Regions from separate parts of the Zea mays genome. Here regions 1 and 2 are each linked to region 3. Evidence: chromatin contacts called from public Hi-C data. All regions are on one chromosome and are shown on one strand. The core of a region is the stretch at or near the end of the contact, and the rest is flanking DNA. Distances in the headings are between cores, read along the strand shown. Region 1 holds the start of LOC100285096. Region 2 holds the start of LOC100284288. Region 3 holds the start of LOC100382459 (Peroxidase 73).

Region 1 (4,083 bases), core at 820-3,319, 450 kb after region 3:
AATATTTAAAAGTATAATTTCGAATACATTAGATTATTGGAGTTTTAGAGTCCAAAATATAAATATACTAGGTGTAAATAAACAGTGACTTGATGATTTTATAAAGTACTTCGACTTCCATAGGGTGGGTTACTTATGTGCATGGTACTTGCGTCACGGAGTTTGAATAAACAAAAACAAAAACAAAAAATATCTAGATGAATAAATAAATCAGTCATAAAAATAAAAAAAAACTAGATGAAAAATAAATCTGGACAGACAAATCAGCGACATAAACGAAAAATATGGACAAAAAAAATAGTGACAAAGACAAAAAAATATTGAACGTCCACCATGGGGCTTGAACCCACAACCTCAAGGTTAAAAGCATTGCACTCTACCGACTGAGCTAGACATACTTTGTTGTTACACATCCGAGCTCGGCGCCATAGATCTTGGCGCCGAGCTCGGTACCACGTTGACGCCACGTCGTTCAGGTTGTGCCATCGTAGCACGTACCTTGGCGCCATAGCCTATGGCGCCGAGATGTGTTACGTCGGTGCCATAGGCTATGGCGCCGAGCAAAGGGTCCAAAAATGACATTAAAATTTTTTAAGGTCTAAACGTGAATTTTTTTTTGAGAAAGGGACAAAATACAAAAAATTCGGTCGTGGTGTTCATGTTCACCGCTGCCGCCGACATGGGTAGCGTACGACGGCACGTCGCGGCACGAACGAATGAATGAATGAATACGCACGGTGTGGCATGTCACCGCCGTGAAGCATCTGTGCCATTCATTCCAGGCATGCAGGAGATGGAGCCATTGGCAATTTTGCCATTATCATTTGTGGGCTTCGCCAGTATGCCATCGGACCCACAAATCATAGACACAGACGGTCCCATCAGTCATAGACACGGGATGGCATAATAACAAGCAGCCAAAATCGAGAGTGGCAAAATAGCAAATTTCTCGAGGAGATGGCCCGGGGCGGTGGGCTTTCAGCAGAGCACGCCAGTGCAGGCGCGCCACTGGCAATGGTGCAAAGCCACTTGCACAAAGTTGGCCATCTGGACACGACACCCGAGGTAAGTTGAAGGCACAGTCGATTTATTTGGCAATGCAGTTTCGGTGGGCAGATCTGATATCAAGGCACACAAAATCGACATCGTTTTTTCCTGAACTCGCTGCCGCCGCAACGGTCGACGAAACTCGACTCTGCGCCTGATGCCCTACAGGCTACGGCTAATTCGGGCCCAGTGGACCACTCCACCGTAGCCCAATTGTCAGGCGGCCCACCGTTCATTTCCAGACCCGCACCTAAATCGCCGGTTACTTCCGCGAACCGCCCCCACGTTCCAGCTCCAGCGTGTGAATGTGCGTGTGTGAACTGTGAAATGTGAACTGCTGAGGTGTGCGTGTCAGTGTGTGAACCGTCACGCGGCGAAGCAAAGCACGGCGCCTTTCGCTCGCTTTCCTCCAAAGGGCCGGGCGGCGTTCGTCCGCGTCGATCTGGACGAGCAGTTTGCCCATGCAGTCGTGGGACTCCGCCGTGCGCTAGGCAGCAACCGAACATGGCGGCGAAAGGAATTGTTGTTTTCTAGCAGTAGGGACTAGAAGCTCATTCACGTGCCGTCATCCAAGAGCTGGCTCGGCACCGCCACCTCCCACCATCATCATCGACGTCCGGCAGTAGCAGCATCATTACGAGACATCATCTTGTTTTATATCTAAAGCTATCGTTATCTCTCTGAAAAGCTTCAAGAAACCGCTCTTTGTGGCTTTAGAGATTAGCTTGGGCAGAAACCCGGCGGCCGCCCATGACGGAGGTGGAGACGTTGATCGCAGTCGCAGACACCGGTTTCGGTTTCTACCTGGTCCTCCGGCTCGTGGGCCGGGTCGCAGGCAACGGGGACACGATCGATGTGCAACCGCTCTTGACCGCTGCTACTGGACGCTGGACGAGTGAACACTTTCACGGATTGCGAGCAGCATCTTTGGCTCCTGGAACGGTCATGTGGCGGTGATGCCAAAAAACCAAAAGTTAAAAGCGGCCAGCCATGTGCACTGCGGGCTGCGGCCCGGTCTAATGTCTATCTCTCTCTCTCTCCACCCGGCTCCTCACTCACGCAGTCACGCCTTCCCGTCCGATCGATGCCGCTGAAGCAGCGGTCCATCTGTTCCCCTTTGTCCTGTTGCAATCATTCGAGGCCCCGTTCTCGATTCTATAAAACCACTGCCCCGATCTACCTCTCTCACACGCTCAATTCCACTGCCAAGATTCGCCACTCCGTCCGTTACCTTCACTCGCTCACTCACAATGCGGCGCCATGGCGAGGTACGCGTGATCTTAGCTATGGCCGCCGCCGCCGCCGCCGCGCTCTTGGCGTCGGCGGCCGTGGCCGGACGAGACGGCCGGCAGACCTACATCGTCCACATGTCCCATTCCGCCATGCCGGACGAGTTCGCGGAGCATGAGGAATGGTACGCCGCGTCGCTTCAGGCGGTGTCGGATGCCGCCACCGTGCTGTACACCTACAGCACCCTCCTCCACGGCTACTCGGCGCGGCTGACGCGCGCGGAGGCCGCGGCGCTGGAGTCGCAGCCAGGGGTGATCGTCGTCAACCCGGAGGTGCGGTACGAGCTGCACACCACCCGGACGCCCGAGTTCCTGGGGCTGGACGGCACGGACGCGCTGTTCCCGCAGTCGGGCACCGGGACCGACGTCGTCGTCGGGGTGCTCGACACCGGCGTCTGGCCGGAGAGGCCGAGCTACGACGACACCGGGTTCGGCCCCGTGCCTGCGGGCTGGAAGGGCAAGTGCGAGGACGGCAACGACTTCAACGCCTCCGCGTGCAACAAGAAGCTCATCGGCGCGAGGTTCTTCCTGACGGGCTATGAGGCGGCCAAGGGCCCCGTGGACACGTCCAAGGAATCCCGGTCGCCGAGGGACAACGACGGCCACGGGACGCACACGTCCAGCACCGCGGCGGGCGGCGCCGTCCAGGGCGCCGACCTGCTCGGCTACGCTGCCGGCACGGCCAAGGGCATGGCGCCCCGCGCCCGCGTCGCCACGTACAAGGTGTGCTGGGTCGGCGGGTGCTTCAGCTCCGACATCCTCAAGGCCATGGAGGTCGCCGTGACGGACGGCGTCGACGTGCTCTCGCTCTCCCTTGGCGGCGGCACGGCGGAGTACTACCGCGACAGCATCGCGGTGGGCGCTTTCAGCGCCATGGAGAAGGGGATCTTCGTGTCCTGCTCCGCGGGCAATGCCGGCCCGGGCGCCGCGACGCTGTCCAACGGCGCGCCGTGGATCACCACCGTGGGCGCCGGGACCATCGACCGCGACTTCCCCGCCTACGTCACGCTCGGCAACGGCAAGAACTACACGGGGGTGTCCCTGTACAGCGGCAAGCCGTTGCCCACCACGCCGATGCCCTTCATCTACGCGGGGAACGCGTCCAACAGCAGCATGGGCCAGCTCTGCATGTCCGGCAGCCTGATCCCGGAGAAGGTGGCCGGCAAGATCGTCCTTTGCGACCGCGGCACCAATGCCAGGGTCCAGAAGGGCTTCGTCGTCAAAGACGCCGGCGGCGCCGGCATGGTTCTCGCCAACACCGCCGCCAACGGCGAGGAGCTCGTCGCCGACGCGCACGTTCTCCCGGGCTCCGGCGTGGGGGAGAAAGCCGGCAACGCCATGAGGGACTACGCCATGTCGGATCCGAAAGCGACGGCCACCATCGTGTTCGCCGGGACGAAGGTCGGCGTCAAGCCGTCTCCCGTCGTCGCGGCATTCTCCTCCCGGGGCCCCAACACTGTGACGTCGAGCGTCCTGAAGCCGGACATCATCGCGCCCGGCGTGAACATCCTGGCGGCGTGGTCGGGGTCCGTCGGCCCGTCGGGGCTCCCCGGCGACGGCCGCCGCGTCGGCTTCAACATCATCTCCGGCACGTCCATGTCGTGCCCGCACGTGAGCGGGCTCGCCGCGCTGCTCCGCGCGGCGCACCCGGAGTGGAGCCCGGCAGCCATCCGGTCGGCGCTGATGACGACGGCGTACAACGAGTACCCCGGCGGCGGCAACGGCATCCTGGACGTGGCCACGGGGC
Region 2 (3,922 bases), core at 479-2,978, 330 kb before region 3:
AGCTTGCTGATCCAAATCCGACTTTTATACGAGCCAAGGCAACGACGTGTTAGGTGGTGCACAGCGTGACATAGCGAGTGACAGCAGAGAGGCTGCTATAGGCACGCACGCCATGTGTGCAGTATACTAGTAGTACTAGTATTTACGGAACATAGAGGCTGTGTTGTGCTTATCTATTAGTACCAGTAGTGGTGGTACGGTGGTAGTCTTCTAATTGTCTAGCTACATGAGGTTTTTGCAAGGATAGAGTCTTCTTGCCATTGTTAGCACGTCTTAGAAGTCATATGCTCATCCACAAAGCATCGCTCTGGGAGTGCTTTTTTATTTTTAAACAAATAAAAGGCATTGTTGGGAGAGGGTAACTGATCGAGGTCTGGACAACAAAGAAAAATCCTGTTTTAACGACAGACTTTAAAAAAAATGACAGAACTTAACTACCGATTCCAATTTCTTTACTACAGCTTATATATCATGTGCGTGAACGTACTAACGCGAGACTGTGACAGCGCAAGTGTCAACGGCTGCTCCCACTGCCATTAACCCATCTAGAAAAGAAAAGAAAAATTCTCCGCAACCGCGTGCCTATCTGGTAGATGCAGAAGATCCATGCAACCCGGTGCCACTTCAGCCGACGGAAGCTCATACGCGATGGGTTATTTTAACTGACCCCCTCGAGGTGCCCAGGCTGTTGGAATCTTCCATGCGCGCTGTTGCGGGCCCACCCACCGCGTGGTCTGCGCCCGACTTGCTAGTTGCTACCGGTTCGGTTCTGGTTTGTTTTGGACTTGGAACCGTCTGCCTGGCCAGAACAGGGGGCGACGGGGAGCCGAGGACCACCGCTCAAGCGTTTGCATGTTTGCGCATGTGCTTAAAATGCCTCGCAGAGTACTAGGCTACTAGCGCAGACACCAGACAAACTGCTCATCCTCCTCTTCCTACTACTACCGCGCAGCACCGTAGTAATATATAAGCGCCAACAAAGTTTGTGACATACTACGTACTTCAGTTTTCAGTGTGCACACACTAGTTAAAATATGGAAGCTTAATTTGTTGGTTCGCAAAAAGAAAAATAAAACCTGCTGTAATTCGTTGTTTTTTTTGCTTGCTTATTACTCGATCCGGGTCCGTCTGCCCGCCCGCGCGTCCAGCGTTGCCGGATCAAGCCGGGTATGCGTGGATCGGTTCGAGATATGTATGGATCCGCAACCGACGACGACCGCATCTCACATCCACAGCGACGCAGGAGCCGCGCGCCCCGGTCAGTCCTCCCTCCCCACACCTCTCTTTTCTCGCACATACTAGCTGGCCTGTACCTGTACACACTCTCCTACCCTACCACACTCGCACGACCAGTCGTCGTTCTCGTTCCACCGCACCGCACCGCTCAGCTCAGCGGCAGGCAAGTTGTGCTGCCCGGCTTCCCCTTTGCATCCTCTCCGTGTCTTCGCCTCCACGTTGACCACGACCTCTTCCCTGCAGCCCTCTCGCCGCCTCCGTCCACCACCCATGCACCCACCCGAACGAGACTACTCAACTCAACGTCTCAACCCAACCCGTCTCTAGCCGCCACTCCACCGGCTTCCCACCCACTGCCGCCGCGCCCCCACCTGTGACTGTGCCGCGTGCGTGCCCACGCCGCGACCACCTCACTACCCCCACCTACGACGCAACTTCCCACGCCCCATCACACACCCGCCACCGCTTTAAAACCCTCACTCCCCTCACTCATCACACTCGCACAGTCTCACCACAGCGAGCGAGAGCAAGGCGCCCAAGCAACCACCGCGAGAACAAGTCGCAGCCAAACAGCCCCGTCTCCCAGCGAAGCTTGAGCTTGCATTATTCTACCATGTCTTCCATGGAGCTGCTCCACGCCGTCGTCCCGGAGAAGCAGAGCGAGGAGGAGGTCGCGCCCGCAGCGACGACCACGAGCAGCAGCGCCACCGCCACGGGCGGGGACGAGGGCGCCCACGTGCCCCAGGGGTGGGCCAAGAGGAAGCGCTCGCGCCGCCAGCGATCGGAGGAGGAGAACCTCGCGCTCTGCCTCCTCATGCTCTCCCGCGGTGGCCACCACCGCGTCCAGGCGCCGCCAACGCCGGTCCCGTCCGCGGCGCCGGCCGCCGCGGAGTTCAGGTGCTCCGTCTGCGGCAAGTCCTTCAGCTCCTACCAGGCGCTGGGGGGCCACAAGACCAGCCACCGGGTCAAGCTGCCGACGCCTCCTCCTCCTCCTACTGCCGCCGCTGTAACTGTCTCGGCAGCAGTGCCCGTCCCGGAGGCCCCCGCCCCGATCACCGTCGTCGTCCCGCCGCTGCCGCCAGTCGAGGTCGGCCGCGAGCCGGCCACGTCATCCACCGCCGCGTCCTCCGACGGGGCGGCCTCGAGCAGAGTCCACAGGTGCTCCGTCTGCCACAAGGAGTTCCCGACCGGCCAGGCGCTCGGCGGGCACAAGAGGAAGCACTACGACGGGGGCGTCGGCAGCGCCGCCGCGTCCACCGACGTCCCGGCGGCGCCCGCCGAGACGTCCGCCGAGGTCGGGAGCTCCGCCGCGCGTGCGTTCGACCTCAACCTCCCGGCCGTGCCGGAGTTCGTGTTCCGGTGCGGCAAGCCCGGCAAGATGTGGGAGGAGGACGAGGAGGTGCAGAGCCCCCTCGCCTTCAAGAAGCCCCGCCTCCTCATGACCGCGTGAAACCGCTGCGCGCGCGGGCGGCGGATCTCATCTCATCACCCGTCCAAGATTTTGGTCCGCAGCTGCCGAGTTCAGCGGTGGAAGTGGAACACACTATTCGTTCATTCATTTCGTATGGTGCCAGTAGCGCTATTGTTTGATTTTTGTGGCTGCTCCTCTTGTACAGTACCGAGTGCGAGAAAAGATGCATAGTCATCGTATACATACCAATACAATACCGTACCTATAGGTCTTCCTATTCCTGTGGAAGAGTAGAACTTGTATCCTTATTAGCTGTCAGTACACTACAGTTCATACACACTTGGTTCTCATTATCAGAGATCATTGGTGAATTAGTGGTTTTGTATCATAAGCTTATTGTAAATGATGGATTGGAGATTAGTATGGAATCAGATACCCATTTGTTCCATGCCTGGTTCAAGTCTCTGTAGATGCAGTTGCAGATGCTCTTTCCGTTGCCAGCTCGAACCATCCCTTTGGCTGGCTTGCTTCCATGGTAAGAAACGGAGCAGTCTGCTTCGCCTCTCAGAAGCAACGTCCTCCCTCATATCCTACCTTTTTTTTTCTTTCGTCGTCCTCGCGTACTCAGCCAGTGACGTCCATCAATCCCGGCTGGCGATAACATTAATCCGGTTCCACGAGCGTCCACCACTTGCTGCGGTTGCGGAGCAGCGACGCCCTGCGCCCGCCGCCACAAGTGGGAACAGCAAACCTGGGGCCGTTGCGGCTTCGGGAACGCCGACGGACGGCGCCCACTAGCGGGTGGAACGCCCGCCGACAGCGACGTCGCCCCGCCCGCCCGCCGGCCGGTGTTGATAAGTGCGTGCCGTGCCGACTGGCGGCCGGATCGCTTTCGACGCAACAGTTCGCAGCGGCCAGCCGCATTTGGTGGTGGAATGGAACTTGGAAGCCATGCGGAAAATCTAGGTGCGTCTCGCCTCGCCCCGTGCCGTGCCGTGCGTACGTACGTGCCATGATGCTTCCCGCCCACTTCCACGCCGAACCGTCCGCGGCGCTGGCTGCGTCGCGAGTGACGCGCACGACGTGGTGGTGGTGGTGGTGGTGGTGCCGACGTGCGCCGGGTGCGTGCGCGTGGCCGCGGCTCGGTCGCGTATGTAGTGTATGGGCGGGCGTTGAAGAAGCGTGCCTGGCGAGTTGGCGTCGACGACGGGGCGGGAGTTCCGCATGCTTCACGTGGCGTCCTCGCGTCCTGCGGAGCGGTTTCACTGGACATGG
Region 3 (4,378 bases), core at 830-3,329:
TCCTCCGCGTACGTCGCGTTCATCGTCGGGTCCACCGACTGCGGCTGGATCCGGTCCGAGAACGTGCTGCAGTGCGCGAACCCCACCGTGTGCGCCGCTGTGCAAGAGGATGAGCCGATGAGGAAGGAACCCCAACGCCACGTCAGCTCAGTTCAGCCAGAGGCCATGGTATGGTATCAATAATGCGATGCTGGCCGGTCTTTCACGTGCATCTGTGCAAGCAAGCACGGCTACCGAGCCAGCATTCCAGACAGAGACAGTCGCCACGGTTGACTCGTTTCAGATCTACGACTACGAGCGACCAGCTGCAGTGCCACACACACACACACTCCACTGTACTACTACTAACCTAGGGCTAGGGGGGATAATGCATTTTCTATGGGCGCTACGGATGCTTCGAGAGACCACTAATAATAAAACGTTTGCAGTTAATTGCGGCGCTGGGAGCGTTGGCCTTGGTCCGTTGGGCGGGCCCTTTGCTTGACTTGAAAGACATGGAACGGAATCTAGCCTGCGTACTTCGCTGACGCTGATACAGCAGCTGTTGAAGGGGGAAAAAAGAAGAACGCACTGGAGCGGTAGTAATTTGCTCACCAGATAAAGCAATCATGTCGGCCTGCGACAGGTTGTTGAGGGCGAAAATGCTCGTCAGCTGGTCCAGGTTGAAGGACGGCGGCGGCAGCTTGCCGTCGACGTTGGTGGACATGGACACCAGCCCGTCCAGCCTCCCCAGCTCCACCGCGTACGACGGCCCGCCAGCCTGCGCGAACCGATCGAGGATCAGAGAGCCTGTACCCTGTAGTGCTGCTGTCCTACTACGCTACGCTTTACTAGTAGGCTCCGCTTCCGCATCCCAGGGGAATCCTCCAAAGTTCGGGAGCTTTGGGGGTCCGGAAGAAGAAAGGTGGGTGCGATCTGTGCCGGGCATTGATTGGACCGCGCCGCGTGTGCTAGGAGAGGACGTGTGGTATGGTACCAGCTCAATGACGTCCCGGGTGGCCAGCGCCAGGATGTCGGCGCACGACACCTGGTTGGCGCACGCCGGCACGGCGTCCACGGCCGCCTTGGCCTGGATGACGGTGTCGAAGCCGTCGCCGGCCAGGGAGAGGTTGCTCGGGTGGTCCTTCTCCGCCGTGTTGTTCCCCGTGGACACCAGGATCACCGACGCGTCGCAGCCCTGCATGCACGCGGGAAGTTGAAGCATCGCCAGTCGCCCCGGTCCGTCAGAAACACAGGCAGTCGTCGAGGAAGAGGAAGAGGAAGCGCGCACCTCGACGAAGCAGTCGTGGAAGAAGAGGCGGATGGTGGCGCCCACGGCGACGGGCTGCGCCTGCACCTTCTTGGACACCGCGGCGCGCACGATGCTCTCCAGGTCCGGGCACACCGCCGCGTAGTAGTCCTGCCGCAGCTGCGCCGTCACGCCGGCGGTGGCTGCCGCGAGCGCCGCCAAGAGCGCCGCCAGGACCCTGATCCCGGCGCCCATGCTGCTGCGCCTAGCCTGGTCCACGCGCTCCCTCCCTCCCTCCTCTGCTGCCTTCTCCGGTTCTCCCCACGCACGCAGAGCTCGGTCGCCCCTGCTGCTGTTGAGTCTTGACTCTTGAGTGAGTAGTAGTGTCTCCTCGCGCTCGGCAACAGCAGCAGCGTCTCACTCCCCACTCTTGCAGTCCCAGCGGCCGGGTACTGCCGCGAGTGATGGCGGCTGGTGAGGCTGTCGAGCGCTGCGCTTGTGGCTGCAGCTGGTGGCGGGCGGTGAGGTTATGATCGCGGGGGGCAAGTGCCGCGTGCGATTGCGGTTTGCGATGCAGTACAAGCCAAGTCTCCTCGGGAGCCGGTCAGTGATCGATGGTTTTTAATGCGCGGAGGCGGCGGCGCGCGGTACGTCATGGACGGCTCCGTTGGGGGCACGCGCCGAGATGCGTGCGCTAGGGCGGATGGCGAGAGCGGGGCCCGTGCGGTGCGACTGCGGAGACACATGCGCCCTGCGTGTCCGGTCCGGTGGGCGTATGCGGCATGGCTAGCTGGCCGCCGGCGACGCGAACATGTGTGCGCTGCGATCGCAACCTCCACATGGCGTGGTTGGTGCGCGCGCGCGAGACCAACTGACCAAGGGCTTGCGTTTTGCAAGCAGTGGGGGCAGGGCACAAGTAACAATGCCAGTACGTACTACTGTGCTCGTCGCTACTCCCGTGGTGGCAGTGGCACAGTGCTGATAATACAGAGATCTCACGAGAAGGGCAAGCGAACAAGTAAACTGAAACTTTTTTTTTTGGTTGGCGTGTCCTGGGATGTGGTGTAGTACCGTCACGGAAGCTGGAAACAAGACTTGATTGATCCAATCCAACTCGGATAAACTGAAAGCAAGGCTCGGTCCGTAGGTTACGGTTACGGGACCTCGCGGTAACACAGGCGCAAGGGATTGCACATGTATCACGCGGCATGGCATATGGTCACCGCGGCTGCGTGACTCGACGGTTCGAGGCAGCAGCAGATAGTTGTGTTGTGTCGTCGTCTCTGCGCATCCGGAAACGCGAGTGCGTCCAAGGCCAGGCGCTTGGCCTGCATCCCGGGGCAGGTAGTAGGTTTTTATGATTGGAAGGAAGACGTCCAGAATCCGCCGCTGGTAGCGGCTGGTGCTAGTAGTAGTCGCGATAATTGGTGTGGCCTAGTAGCTCCTAGGGGCCCATGGCGGCGCAAAAAAAGTGGCGTGTACCTGAAAGAGTCCCGTTGCTTATTCGACCATCGTGCTGCCCCCTGGGCGCCTTGGATCGTAGCAAGCATGCATCAGCGTCGCGTGCCTTCTTTTTTCCCCAGAACATTGTCACAGTAGGAGAGTACTACTTCTTTTCGGTCCTCCTGTAAATTTGTCAGAAGCAGCCCGGGCGCGGCGCACTACCGAGGCGGGCAATTGCAGTGCAACGGGCGAAGGGATTAATGGAAGTGGCGGTGTTTTTTGAACGTTGGTGTTTGATGTTAACATCCACTTACCCGAGACCCCAACCCCAAGCAGAGGCGTCAACGGGCGATTGTGTTGGCTTGTCTGATAACTCTGATGGCTGATGCTAACGGCCACCTGCAGTCGCTGTCTGTCTTTTTCACCATCCGATGATCCTTTGGTGGCGATTAACGGGCAGCTAACGTCAGCGGCCCAGCCACACCCGCATAATAACTTCCTGACCGGTCGGGTCCGACGCGGTCCCTGCCTCTCTGATCGGACAGACTCGCCAGTAGCGGCTAGCGGGGCCTGGATCTGGATCAGGCCCACGCCACGCGGCCCAAGTAGCGGGGTGACGGGACAATTTCAAGTTTTCAACCGCGGTTCGCCGGGTGTTGGCAGAAAATGAGCCACGGCTTCTGATGTTTCAGTTCAGCTGTCGATCCCCTTCCCAGTTCCCCTCGGGTTGTTGCGGACTGGCCCTCCTACCAAACCGGATAGGCCATGCGCCATGGGCGGCTAGCTCCCGAGTCTCCCCCAGTCTTTTGCCCATCACGGGGGCGGAGCGCCAGGTCTGCCACGGGCCACGGCACCCGCCAGCACTTTTCATTCAGCGAATGCGCGCGTGCGCTATCTGGTCCTGGTCGCTCTATCGGTTGGTGCGCGCCATTCATGGGCAATGGCGAGGAATGTGCTTCGGCTCTCGGCTGCACTAGAGATCAGAAGCTGGCGTAGTGGGGAGCTTGTCTCGTTGCGAAAGAGACCGTCGCGTTCCTTCTCTTCCAAATCTGCCAGCAGCGAAGGGCGACGAGCATGCTGCGCTGTTCTGCTGGCATGTTGTTGCTCATCTTCAGAGTTCAGAGTGAGTGCTGTAAAACGTCCCCCCCGTAGGCACAAACATGTTCCTGGTTGCGGGAAAAGTGGCCTGAATGGCTTTTTTCCCAGAGTTGGATGGCCTTGGGGCAGTTGAAGAAGATGTGTTCAGTTGTTTCTTCTGGCGCACGGCAAGGACCGCAAAAAAAGACTGGACTATCGACCACATGCTTCGCAAAGAGGTCGGTCCTGCATTGGACTCTTCCTTTGATAAGTACAGTGGCTACGTAAAGAGCGAGCTGCACCTGCACCCTGAGTAGCGTTTCTCCAAAGAAACTTGCCTTGAGAAGCTTGTGTAATAAATAGCCGCTGAGTGCAGTCTGCCCGGTCCACCGATGAGAGGGAGACGGTCGTCTATCATCCTCATCGTCATTATTGAGCACTGTCTGGTACTCTGGTCAAAATGGTCAGTTTGGACTTCACTGAGTTCTATCGTTGCCCTGTGAGGATAACCGGTTGACAAAGGCATTACTTAGCAAGGTTTTCTGCTGATTGCTTGCATGAAGCCGATGAATTAGCTTCAGTAGGAGGCAGACGATTTGAGTCACACACCGCATGATTGGTTGCCAGATC

Evidence for each region. Hi-C and Micro-C count contacts between places; a contact is called where the count stands out from the background.
Region 1: a Hi-C map of endosperm shows a contact between it and region 3, with 4 times the contacts expected there. The contact joins the promoter of LOC100285096 here to the promoter of LOC100382459 in region 3. A contact is called at or near these places in 3 of 25 Hi-C or Micro-C datasets (bundle sheath, endosperm and leaf).
Region 2: a contact with region 3 is called in a Hi-C map of endosperm, with 4 times the contacts expected there. The contact joins the promoter of LOC100284288 here to the promoter of LOC100382459 in region 3. A contact is called at or near these places in 3 of 25 Hi-C or Micro-C datasets (ear, endosperm and leaf).

The regions. Positions count from the first base shown.
Region 1 is chr1:285,929,845-285,933,927 of Zm-B73-REFERENCE-NAM-5.0, reverse strand. It overlaps LOC100285096, which reads left to right and starts at 2,069. Exons shown (of 1, transcript NM_001157991.2): 1 at 2,069-4,083. The coding sequence starts at 2,298.
Region 2 is chr1:286,710,396-286,714,317 of Zm-B73-REFERENCE-NAM-5.0, reverse strand. It overlaps LOC100284288, which reads left to right and starts at 1,728. Exons shown (of 1, transcript NM_001157183.2): 1 at 1,728-3,093. The coding sequence starts at 1,850. The coding sequence ends at 2,686.
Region 3 is chr1:286,377,817-286,382,194 of Zm-B73-REFERENCE-NAM-5.0, reverse strand. It overlaps LOC100382459 (Peroxidase 73), which reads right to left and starts at 2,079. Exons shown (of 3, transcript NM_001175200.1): 1 at 977-2,079; 2 at 595-760; 3 at 1-97. The coding sequence starts at 1,483.